2 separate regions of the Mus musculus genome follow, and region 1 is linked to region 2. Evidence: chromatin contacts called from public HiChIP or PLAC-seq data. All regions are on one chromosome and are shown on one strand. Each heading gives the region's core, a stretch centred on a gene start, on an enhancer-like site or on the middle of the called end of the contact. The rest is flanking DNA. Distances are from core to core; before and after follow the strand shown. Region 1 holds the start of A730035I17Rik (RIKEN cDNA A730035I17 gene). Region 2 has its middle 24 kb from the start of Gm33100.

Region 1 (6,335 bases), core at 1,854-4,353, 1.3 Mb before region 2:
TAAGTGAAAGTTGAAGTTTCAGAAGGATCGGATAGAATAGGAAAGCAAATTCAAGTATTTTTTTTTCCTTAAAGGTAATTCCCAAGATGGCCTGTGCTTGCTCATTTTTAATAAATTTCTGTTCCAGTAATACTACAGCAGCATCCCAAGCATAGAGTTCAATCCGTCGGACACTGTGGTGTAGGCAACACCAAAGGACTATTTTCTCTTCACACCTAAGTATCGTCCCATGTTCCTGCTGCTCAGTTTTCCTCACAACTCATCTTGGGCGTTTTTGAGAAATCTCTCGTTAGGTCCAATTATTTGTTTCACTGGGAAAAACAAAAGAAACAAAAACTCTCTTCTGTGCTAGACGTAATTTGAAGACACTGGAATGTGCTTCCCTGGTTTTCTAGAAGACATAAGCAATCCACAGGTACACCAAATGATGTGACCAATGACAACACCAGCTAACATTAGCAGAGGCAAAACCAGTACGTTTTGGACCATCCTTTCCTTACTTACACTTGGAGCAGGTTGAGTGTAAAGTCATCAGACTATGTGGGGAAACTGAAAGCAGGCCTCAAAGGATTATAGTGCCAAAATAGTATTCGAATGACTCCAAGGTAGACAAACAGCTTTTCCACCAAAGTGGCCATATTCCCTGAATACATTTATCACCCCTACAACAGGGTCCCTGTTCTAAATGCAACTTGCTGTCTGGTGGCCTTAAAACAATGAAGGCTTCAAAATCCTTTAGGGAAAGTTTTTGAAAAGCCTTGAGATGAAGACATGTGTGAAGTTCCCACTAGAGATCTCTCCACAAGCATCCTTCACATGGAAGGGGGAAATCAACAAAAAGGGAGGTGTAGTTAAGGGTTCAATGGGGGGAGGGGGGAGGGGAGGGAAGGAGAGAGAGAGAGAGAGAGGTGTGTGTGTGTGTGTGTGTGTGTGTGTGTGTGTGTGTGTGTGTGTGTTGGTGGGGGTGAGGTTGCTGCAAAGAAGGCTCATTGGTCATTTGGTTTTTAGTGTAGAGGCTTCAGTGTACACCAGACACAAACATGATGTTCTCTAAGAACTGAAGTCAGAAGCCAAGATGACAGCGACTTTTCATAAAGAACCAGTTGGTTCCTCGGTATCTTTGTCTCAGGATCACTCCCAGATAGACATGTGTGGACACGGAGGCCTTTGATATACCATCAGCAAACCTCGGTCTTTCAAATTGTATTACTTGATAGATTCTCTATGTGTCCTTAATGGATGATAGGAAGCTTGAAGTTCTAGAATGTAGGACATCCCTTGGGGGAAGTATCACTACTAGATCCTAAAGTGGGCTTAAAAAATGCAGATTGGTCACTTATGTGGAGAGTAATTCTTTTCCTTCTGGAAGAGACACCTACAAAGTTCTGACAGGGAACCTGTATGGCAATTACTGCACCTAAGTGATTTGTCCTTGATCCTTAAACCCAACACCTTTCAGATAGAGAATCTTCAAGTGACAATCAACACCCTTAGGCTCAAAACTGGCTTGTAGTTAATACCTGCAGAGGAAGCTGTGGTCTCCTTGCTTCTTTTCAAGGAGTCAACGAAAAGGCATCAACTATCCAAAGTATTATACTGACCTAAAAATATTTTTTGTAAACTTTCCAAATATTTGCTTTGAGGAAAATAGTTATTTATTGTCAAAGCATCCAACATACCTGGATAAACTATACCGTTTAATAAATCTCTTAGGGATAGAAGAAACACATAACTATTCAGACTCCATGTCACTGGCACAAAATTACACTTTGTATTAAAAGGGAATACATATTTACATCATTGATGACATTCTTCACTGAAGTCCATAATCATTTCATGATACATGCACTTCCCCCTGGAAACTTAAACCGAATGGCGCCCCCCTTTTTATCCATTTTGTTTATTTTTGTAAGAACACAGCTGTCATCAGGAAATGCAGAACGCATCTCCTCTTCCTCCATTACTTTATATCTAAAATAAACTTTGTCCTTACATATAATTATTACATCTAAACCATAAGTGCTTAATAATTTAAGTAGAAACGTATGACAAATGCATCAATATGTTGCAATATATGACATTTTTTTAAAAATGTACTTTTGTTTTTGGGAAAGTGAAAATTCGTGCATTCAAAAGAAAACCCCGCTCAAACAACCCACCCAATCCAAAATCCACCATCCTGTGCATCGTGTGCGTGCGTCCGTGTGTGCGTTCGTGCGTGCGTGTGTGTGTGTGTGTGTGTGTGTGTGTGTGTGTGTGTGTGTGAAATTAAACATTTGGATGATGAGGCTCCTGGCGAGGGGAGGGACCTGTGTGTGCACGTGTTTGGTTGCAGTGTTTGGGGGCATAAGGTAGTGGTGGATGTCATCCTCGCGTGTCTGCTCCTGCAGGTGGCTTGACTGTGCGTGCACACGCGTGGAAAGCCGGAGTCTTTTACGCAACAATTAATTATGCGAGGTCATGTGCCGGGACAGGTGGTGACGCTCCCTGAAGGACTCGTTGCAAATGGGGCACTTGAGTTTCTCCTCCCGCCGCCGCTTCACCAGGGGCTCCATGGCATACTCCTTTTTGTGGTGAGACCGCATATGGTACACCAGGTCGGAGGTCATGCGGAAGGAGGCGTTGCATTTGGCGCACCAGTTCTGCGCGGGCAGACACAGCGAAGTGAAGGAGGGCGGCAGCAGGGTGAGCGCGGAGGGCAGTTGCAGCTGCAGGGGCCCGGCGGCGGCCGCCGCCGCCGCTGCCGCCGCAGCCGAGCTCTTGGGCCAGAAGGCGGTGGCGTAGAGGAAGGGGCTCTGCTTGGGCAAGCCACCGCCACCGCCGCTCGCCAGGGGCCCGCAGGCTCCGTTCAGGTCCGCTGCCCCCTGCAGCTTCACAGCCAGCGGATCGGCGGCGGCCGGGTAGAGTCTGGTGGGACCCACGCCGTCTCCCGGGTGACACGGCTCGAGAGCGCCCAGCTTCTGGCCGAGGACCAACGGGGACAGCTGCGAGAAGGAGCGCGCGGGCTGCGAGAAGGCGCTCTTCCGCTCGTCCGATGCGGCCGTTTGGCCGCCCCCCGAGCCCCCCGCAGTCCCCGCGGTCCCCGCGCCGCCACCGCCGCCCAGCTGCGACACCGAGGTGAAGGCGCTGCCGCGCGCGGGGCTCCCGCCCTCCAGCCGTCCGGGCAGAGAGCCTCCGGGACGCGGAGCCAGCAACTTCTCGGGGGCCCCAGGCGACCCCGCCGCGGGGGTGGACGAGCCGTTGCTGCCGCCGCCGGCGACACCGCCTCCCGCGTCGGGGTCCTCGGCCGTGCCCCCTGCGCCGTCTGTCGCCGCCGCCTCCTCCTGCAAGCCCACCGCGCGGCCCGCCTTCTTCACCTCCACGAAGGCGCTGCGCTTCGCCTCGCCAGTCTCCGGGCTGGGCGGCGCGAAGAGCCGGCCGTTCTCCTCCAGGCCGAAGTAGCTGCCGGCGGCGCGGTACTGCTGCGGCGTGCACACCAACTCCTCCTTGGAGGTCGCCAGCGGCCTCTCGGAGAAGCGCGCACGGCCGCCCGCCAGCCCCGCGCCGCCGCCCTCCGCCGCCGCCTCCTCTGGGAACCGCCTCTTGCCTTTGCAGCCGCCGGTGGCGACGCCGTCGGGACTCAGCTCCGCCTCCTGGTGGCCGCTGCCGCCACTGCCGACGCCCGGGGCCGCTACGCAACTGCTGCTTCCCCGGGAGTTTTCCAGTTCCCGAGCCAAGTTGTGGAAGTCCGTGGACGGCTTGGCGCTGCCGGCACCCGCGGAGCCCGGCGGGTTGCTCGCCTCCGGGGATGACGCGGGGTAGTGGTGTATGGGGCCGGCTTTGCAGAACTTGGGGCCCGGGATCAACGGCGCCTCCTGTTGCTGCTGCTGTTGCTGCTGCTGTTGCTCTTTACCACCGCCGCCGCCGCCGTGGTCCTTAGTGCCCAAGCCGCCCCCTTGCTCGTCTTGGGGATTCGCATCAGTGCTGTGAAGTCTCTTGGGGCAGCGGAATCGCAGATGTGCCACATAGGGGAACTCAAACTGGAAACGTTGGCTGCATTCCAGGCATGTGTAAGGAGACGACCCTGCTTAGTGAGCAAACACACACACACACACACACACACACACACACACACACACACACACACACACCCCACATGGTTAGTTAGCATCGCCCCTAGGCCACTTAGCCATCCTCCCCATAACAAATCCACTTTATCTTTCTGGGCTGAGTGCCCAAAAAAATGAATACACTATCCTATTTGGTGCAACTTACTTTCTTGATTTGTGCATTTACTAAGTCAAACGCTCCCCAACTTTTCCTTCCCCTTCTGTCCTAGTTCCATTCGGGACAACACCTCAGAAGCTTCGTCCACCCTATGATGTGCAAGGTGAGCCCAGGCACCCGAGCCAACCTACCGTTCATTTTGTGAGCTCTAGACGGGCAGAGCAAGAGCAATTCAGTCAGTTCTTTCCCGTACCAAACTAGTAACTCTTCATCTTTGGCAATCCTGCGGAGAGAGCGGTAGAACAGCTGTCCATTTTTTATATAAGCTTCGAGATTCTGTTCTTCCTTATCTCGGGCTGATTGGACCAGCCGCAGCCACATGAGACCTTCTGAGGAACCATTTGCCGCCGAAGTGTCTACCTACAGTATTTAAGAAAGACAAGAAGAGAGGGATCCACGTGAAAGACGGCAACCAGAGAAACCAGAGATATTTCATCTGTCTGGCTTTTGTTCTTTCCAAACAATTATCTGAAACCAAGTTTGCAAAAGTTGACCAAAGTCGAACTGCATCCCTGCATTTGTGGTCAATGGGCACAGTGGCCATCCTTTGCAATATTGGGTCAGTCTTACAGAGTAGCCTCTTTAGAATCTCCCTTTCAGTTACCTCACATGACAAAAGGAGAGGAAATTTCCCGTGTTTCAGAAGTAAAAGGCAAGTTCGGGTCTTAGTAATTATTCTATGGCACTCACGCCCATCTTCCTAACTGACATGAAGGACTAACAGCTTTACTTCATGATGAAAGACTAGGAACTCTGGGGTGGGGAAACTGGGAGTAACATTTAGCATGTAAATAAATAAAATAATTAATAAAAAAAGAACTACTAGGAAGAAAGAGGCCTGTTACAAACACAAACGTGGATTATAGATGCTTTGCTGCCAAAACAATTAACGTTTTAATTTAAATACAAACTCTGAACACTAGCTAATGTTAACTAAAGAAAGCAATAATCAGGCGATGGGGAGACCTCCCAGGTTACAAAATAAATATACTCAATACTTGTAAAAGTTCTCTCAAGGACTACTTAATATGTAAATAGCCCCAGTACTAACAAGGTCTCCTTAGCAATTTAGGAAGCCCTAATCTAGGGAACCCAGAACTAGAGTACCGATTCAGGCAACCTTGGCATTGTCTTTTTCTTTTTCTCAGTAAAATCACTTGATGATTTGAATCTAGTTTTTCTTTTCTAATTTTTGTTGTGTTCGCTCTGCTCTGACTGCTCAGATGATTACATTGTCCTTAGGATGTCTCCTTCCTCACTCCCAACAGGAAATTACCCTCAGACACCTCCATCACACTTGCTGAGACTCACCCGGAAGATGTAAGGTACTGTTCTCTTGTCCGTGGACTTGAGGGCTACGAAGGCTATGCTGTCATACAGGGAAGTATGGCTCAGTACACAGGGACCGAATATGGCGTTCTCTGGGATGTCGCAGGTTGTATATACACTGGTAAAAATGTCTGTCAGACACTGTTGGACAGCCTTGGCATCTCCATCCCAGATGCCTCTCTGGATGCCTGAATCCTCCATCACTGGAGACAGATACCCAGGACGAGAAGAGAGTTGTTATTGCCTTTTCTGCTACGAACCTCGGCAGAGCGTTTCCGCTACCAGACATATTTTCTTTGCACTTGCCGGCTTTTTTACATAGCTCCTACTTTAAAAATAAAGCCGATCAATCTGTCATGCTTTAAAGATGCCAACTTCGAAGTATTATTCCTTCCTTTTAAATAACTGGAACAGGAAGCATGGGAGCACACTTCCTGCTTGAGAAAAAGAAAATAGAGAGCCGGTGAAGACTGGAGCAGGCTGTGTCTATGCTACCTCGGGATTTATAGAGTGGGGCATTGGGGCGAAGGTAGGGCTTTTGTAGGTTTGTTTGCTTTAAAACCAGCATATGCAAAATTTCTGACTGCATAACTCCCCCCCCAAAAAAAAAACCCGCACTTTTAATCTTTGGGGGACAGTCCTGTCCTATGTACTAAGCCCAGTGTCTCATTGTGATTTCTTCTTTTCTTCTAACAAGGGGAGCAGCCTTAGCTAGCAGGCGGGGACCACGGAGCATGGCG
Region 2 (5,792 bases), core at 205-2,704:
AGACTGGAAGGAGGTGCAGACAACCAGTTTTCCTGTGTGCACAGTGTGGTTTGGATGAATTGTTTGGCTGGCTTGGGTTGAAGTCTGGCATTTCCTTTTCAAGCATACTGCAGCTATTGCCCAGACTGCCTCAGACCCACCAGCCACCCAGTAATGGCACAGAGACAATTATTATTTATGATAGCTCAGGCCTTAGCTCAGGCTATTTCCCAACTAGCTTGTATAACTTAATTAACCCATTTATTCGGATCTAAATTCTGCCATGTGGCTCATTAGTTACTTCTCCTTCAGTTCCAGCACCTTCCCGTGTGTGTGTGTGTGTGTGTGTGTGTGTGTGTGTGTGTGTGTGTGTGTGTTTCCAGAATTCCCATCTCTACCCGGAAGTTACAACTTTCCTCTCCTGCTTTGCTATAGGCTGCTCTACCATTTAGTAAACCAGTCAGAAGGCGATGGAGAAGATGTTTACATAACACAGAGATAGGTGATATGTCATAAAAATAACAATATAAAGCCTTCCGGTGTTCAAATCTCTGCCCATACAGAATCAGCACTTGAATAATACAAAGGTAACCTTGACACAGTGCACACAAGATTAGCCCAACACACAGCAGCCATTTAACATTAGTGCTATTGGGTAACTGCCCTTCTTTGAAACTCTCCCTCTTTGACATTGAAAAGGTGATGGAAGAACACGCAGACTGTAGTCTCTAAGCAGGGCTACTCATGGCGGAGAAGATGTCATCAGGAAAGACTTACTTTAACTGGAAGAAACAACAGAGCAGCAAAGTGACTTAAGTACAAAGTCACCAATCTCACTTGGTTCTCAGGGACTAGAGGAGATGTTGAGAGAGTGAGTGGGAGGGTCTGAGTCTACTCACTAACTGGGTAGTTTTGAAAAGAAATTTGGGGGTACTTTCCGTGCTTCATAAAGCAAGGCTTGCAGGAGGGGAATTACCAGGAGGTCAACTTTTATCTTCTCTCAGAATTGCAAACTCAAGAGAACTTCACAGCATCCTACATCCCCCAAATGAATGAGTACAAGCCATTGTAAGTTTTCCAAATGGAGCCAGAGAACAATGGCTAGCACTTATGGAGCACTTTACAGGGTGAAGGCACTGGGTCAAGTGTGCAGCTACACTGACTTACCAGAACCACACAGCTATCTGCAACAATAGAAACCTGTGCTGTCCTGGCTTGAGCGTGAATCTGTTGTCCAGTCCGGTAATCATGAAACTATACGTGTTTGATTCCCTTTATGAAAGAGATATTTCCCCAAAGACGTCCCCCAAAGATTTAGAGATATTTTACTGAGAGACTAAAATAAATTGTATTTATTTTTTTTCTTCAGTTGTTTGCTGAACACTTCCTGCTGATTTACATAGTACTAGGAACTAAACTCCAGGGCTTCTGCTCACCAGACAGCGACTTTACCCACTGAGTCATGTCCCCAGACTACTAAGTAAGGTTTCTGAAACCTCTTGCACATCATGTTCCCCTATCCCACTCATGTCTTTGCCCTCGCGCTCCACCCTTGTAACCTCTTCCCTAAAGAAAATAAAAAATAAAAGTAAAAAATCAAACCAACCAACCAACCAACCAACCAAAAAAACAAAACATCTGTCGTGTGTCACTGTGTGTCACACAGTGTATCCTTCTGTCACACATCTTTACTTGCAAATGTTTATGGCAATGAATCATTAGTCTGGTTTGAGGCTTCTGGCTTCTGTTACACTATCAATACTGGGTCTTCACCCCTCTCAGATATCCTGTTGTTGTCCTGTATCATGGAGATGCTCTAGCTTTGCCTCTGCTGGTCCAGCCCTTTCACATGCTCTAGCAGATCATAGATGGGGTAGATGTTGGGGTAGGACAACTCAAAGCCCTATTTGGTTCTGGATCTGGGCCTGGGAGGTAGATGATTTGGTTAGTCTTCCTAGGCCCATACCATTGGGGCAAGCTCTCCAGTAGTTCCCAGGCTAGCTCACTTAATGCTGCATTCAGCGAGGGGCAGGGTCAAATCTCCTGCTCTCATGTTCTTGGGCCTGGCTCATCTGCACCCCTGCCACCAGAGTCAGCTGTACTGTGCTGCTCTGGCAAGGTGTAGAGCCCACACTCCTTAGTGCTACAATCAGTGAGGGGCAGAGACAGCTCTTCTGCTCTCATAACCTCAGGGCCAAGGCTGGAAAGAGGTAAGGAAGGGGAGAACATCTCCCACAAGGTATAGAGCCAGCCAGCGCTTGCATGCCCAAGGGACATCAACACAGACCCATGATGCCCTAGGACCATGAACCCAGACATGATCCCTAGCAACAACCTGGGCCTGGATGTCCCATGGCCTCAGGTGATGCGCTATTCAGATCAGTACATCATCCCCTTCACCCCCATGCCAGCACACCCTCAGACATCCACATGGTTTTCACCTTTGGTGGTAACTCAGGCCACAGACAATGACACAGACCCTAGCTGCATCATGAATCCAGACATGGCCTTTTGTGGCAGAGACCTGGGCTAAGACCATGTGGAGACCACCATGGCCTCCTCATCTTGCTGCTGTTCAGTCTCCAGTTCCATATTTCTCCATAGTATACAAACCCCTTGGCTTTGCTTTTTCCTCTATCTCACCACCACAAACTCCATCTTCCCATCTCTCCATCACACATTCATTTGTGGTAGTGATGCCCTAGGTAGTTGCTTAGGTATCTTTCTTCTGGCCACCTCAGGTTAGTATGGCAGGGCAAATGATTTTATGTCTTTCTCCACTAATTGAATTTTATTGAGTTAACTTTCTAATACTCTTCATGTCATTAAATATTCATAACTCTTTTGGGTAAGGACTTACTTGTAGCTGAAGTATCAGGTTGCAAAGAGAGGAGTATTTGCCAATTACATACTGATTTACATACACGTTGTTGTAGTTAAGTAGAAAGCCAAGATCTGAGCCCAGACTGATCTGATTCCAAACCCAATGCATTCAAGACAATTCAGATGCAGAAATTGGAGGCTATCAACATGGCATGCAAATGATATGAAAATGGACAGCAGAAAATATACAGAAGTAAATTCTGGATCACATTACCCTAAACATTTCCTTCAAAAGCACGAGTAGGTTCTTTGAGAACCTTCTATCCAGTATCTTCATTTGCCATTTTTGAAGCACCTAATCTCCAGACCAAGTATATTCTTGATCTAGAGTCTCCTGCCTTCTAACGTTCACCATATTACAAGGCCAGGGCTCCTTCCAGATTGCAAAGTTTCTCCTTCACTGTCTTCATGGATTAACCAGTGTTCAGTGAGCTGACTTGCAGATACTCATCAGTGAAGGTGATCCATGACTAAGCTAGTATACACACACTCAGACACATATAGTATATACATATATACATACAAATGTATTATATATATATATATATATATATATGTACACACACGCGCGCGCACGCACACATGCACGCACATACACATACTTCATATAAATGCAGACTTCCCCGAGAATGATGAACAGCAAAGAACTGAGTTACGTAATCTTCATTGAGAAAGTGTTTACAGTCACAACAAGACTCCTGGAATATGACATGCACTCTGCAAAGCATGTTTCCACGTAGTTCCTATCTGGACTAACTACTCTTAAACAAGTAAAATAGATTTTGTTACTTGGACACAAAACCAACCATCTGGCTTTGAAGTTGACCTGCCACCTTGTGGAAATCAGAGGCAATGAAAACCACCCTCCTTGACTAACACTATAATAACATATGATATAAGGTAGCAGAATCGTCTTTCTTTTTGAGGTAAGATCTTGCAACTGTGTGGTAGGTATGAAGATATACTACAGAGAGACAACTTTTCCTTCAAATTATGGAGACAATCATTCCCAAGATGCCAACCAGAAAAGGAGCTTGTCTCTGGAAAAGAGACCCTCACAACTTGTCAGACCATCTTGTAGGACAGATGAGAGCCTAGACAGGGGGTTAGTGGTGGTCACATCTCGACCCTGACTGCGTAGTTATGCCCACCTCTTTCCCTCTATTTAAACCCAGATGCCACATTTATTGATGGGTTTGCACACCACTGAATATCTTTCTTTGTTCTTCTTTCAAATGTTACTGTATTGAATAAATTCTTTTCTGTTTTTCATTATTACCTATTTCCTTAACTGATCTATCGAGGACAAGTGCCCTAACCTAGCTTGTGAGGACTGCCAGGACCGAGGCTCTGTCCCAAACGACCCCAGGATCAATATCACTAGATCAAGAATGTCTAGAACTATTTAAGTAATCATCCTTCAATCTCCAAACTAATAATAATAGCTGCTTTGTATGATTATCTTATGATTAAAGTAAAAATAATATAACTGACATAGAATCACACCTGGACAATATACAGAGTGAGAGAAGTCTGAGCACTTGATGGGGCGTTGTCATCAAGCCTGTCTTGTCAAGAATCTGGGATCTTTGCAGAAGAGGAGGAAGAATGGCTGTAGCTGAGGAATGACTCCAAGGAAACAGGGTCTTCCAGATCTGAGCATCCTGATCCTAAGGTCATGGCTCTGCCTCCATGTTCTATCCGGCTTTTATCCCTCAGGCACATAGCGCTTACATAAGTATCTGCAGTCTCTAGTCCCTTAGGATAACCAGAGGCAGAAGCAGCTTCCAGCTGGTCTAGCCAGCTGTTGTGAGAGTCTCAGAACTCATATGAACTCACAGAGACTGTGGCAGCACATACAACACCTGCACCAGTTCAATCCAGATGTGTCCTGGCACTGATGGGACAAATTGGACAGAGTCCCATCTCTAACCAAGAAGTTATTTACAGTTGATACCTGCTGAGAAACTAAACTCAAGGAACTGCAAGTCAGTTTTCTCCAGTGGAGTCTCACTGTGTATATCAATCATACTATAGAGCAGGACCCATGCCCAGGCACAGTCTCTCTCCCTCTCCTCCCTCTCCCTCTCCCTCTCCCTCTCCCTCTCCCTCTCCCTCTCCCTCTCCCTCTCCCTCTCCCTCTCCCTCTCCCTCTCCCTCTCCCTCTCCCTCTCCCTCTCCCTCTCCCTCTCCCTCTCCCTCTCCCTCTCTTCTTTCTTTCTTCCCTTTTTGCTTCATTTTATTTTGACATTTTCATTTTTCTTTCCTGCATTTTGCTTGCTTTGATTTTCATTTCCATGTTTTTAAATTAATTTTGGAGGGTTTTCGTTTGATTTTGTGTTATGAAAGAGAGAAAGAGAAAGACCATGAAGTTGAGTGCATAGGGAGGTGAGGGAGTTTGGGAAGAACTAAGGGAGGGAAATAATCAAAATATATTGTATGAAAAATTTTAATTAATTTTTATAAGAAACTTAGTAGCTGTAAGTACAAGTGTGAACCCCCAACCATGGCTTAAAATAACATTTATTAAGGGTTATGTTCTACTACTGTACTGAGCATCTTTTCATTTTATCTTCAAAACCTATTTTTATTACTTTTAATTATGCATATGTGTGGGGCAGTATTCACATAAATGCAGGTGCCCTCAAAGGCCAGCTCTTTCTACAATCTCCTGGAGCTGGAATTACAGGTAGTTATGTGTGGGTTCCCAGCTCCCAATTGGCCATTATGTGCTTGAAGTGTCAGGATTCGGACGAGCTGGGGAGCAGAGTCTCAGGTGGTAGTTAGTACAGTGGTTGTTTAACCAGGAGAGTGATAAGTGTGTATTCCCTTTTCTAAATGTGATTTCAGAGCAGCAGCAACCACTTCTTGGCAAATAGTGTGGCTGGTGGCCATCCCTTGGTGGAGGAGTCTTCATTCTGTAACAGTAA

Evidence for each region. HiChIP or PLAC-seq counts read pairs in DNA pulled down with a chosen protein or histone mark.
Region 1: a contact with region 2 is called in an H3K27ac HiChIP or PLAC-seq map of bone marrow-derived dendritic cells, with 7 times the contacts expected there. The contact joins the promoter of A730035I17Rik here to the enhancer-like site in region 2. A contact is called at or near these places in 8 of 39 promoter capture datasets (the 3T3-L1 cell line, the C10 cell line, embryonic stem cells and 4 more), 1 of 15 datasets of contacts at CTCF or cohesin (large pre-B cells), 1 of 115 datasets of contacts at active chromatin or transcription factors (bone marrow-derived dendritic cells) and 1 of 9 other capture datasets (embryonic stem cells).

Annotation. Positions count from the first base shown.
Region 1 is chr5:98,182,752-98,189,086 of GRCm38.p6, reverse strand. It overlaps A730035I17Rik (RIKEN cDNA A730035I17 gene), which reads left to right and starts at 3,103. Exons shown (of 3, transcript NR_153823.1): 1 at 3,103-4,043; 2 at 4,319-4,369; 3 at 5,535-5,969. It overlaps Prdm8 (PR domain containing 8), which reads right to left. Exons shown (of 4, transcript NM_029947.2): 2 at 5,578-5,798; 3 at 4,398-4,626; 4 at 1,639-4,063. The coding sequence starts at 5,796. The coding sequence ends at 2,445.
Region 2 is chr5:96,852,448-96,858,239 of GRCm38.p6, reverse strand. No RefSeq gene overlaps it. Among named protein-coding and RNA genes, the nearest start is that of Gm33100, 24 kb to the left of the region's middle. Within about 2 kb of position 1,454, at least 20 of the 459 cell types and tissues checked have an H3K27ac peak or open chromatin away from gene starts, as enhancers often do. A contact at or near this core is called in bone marrow-derived dendritic cells, where this site is marked.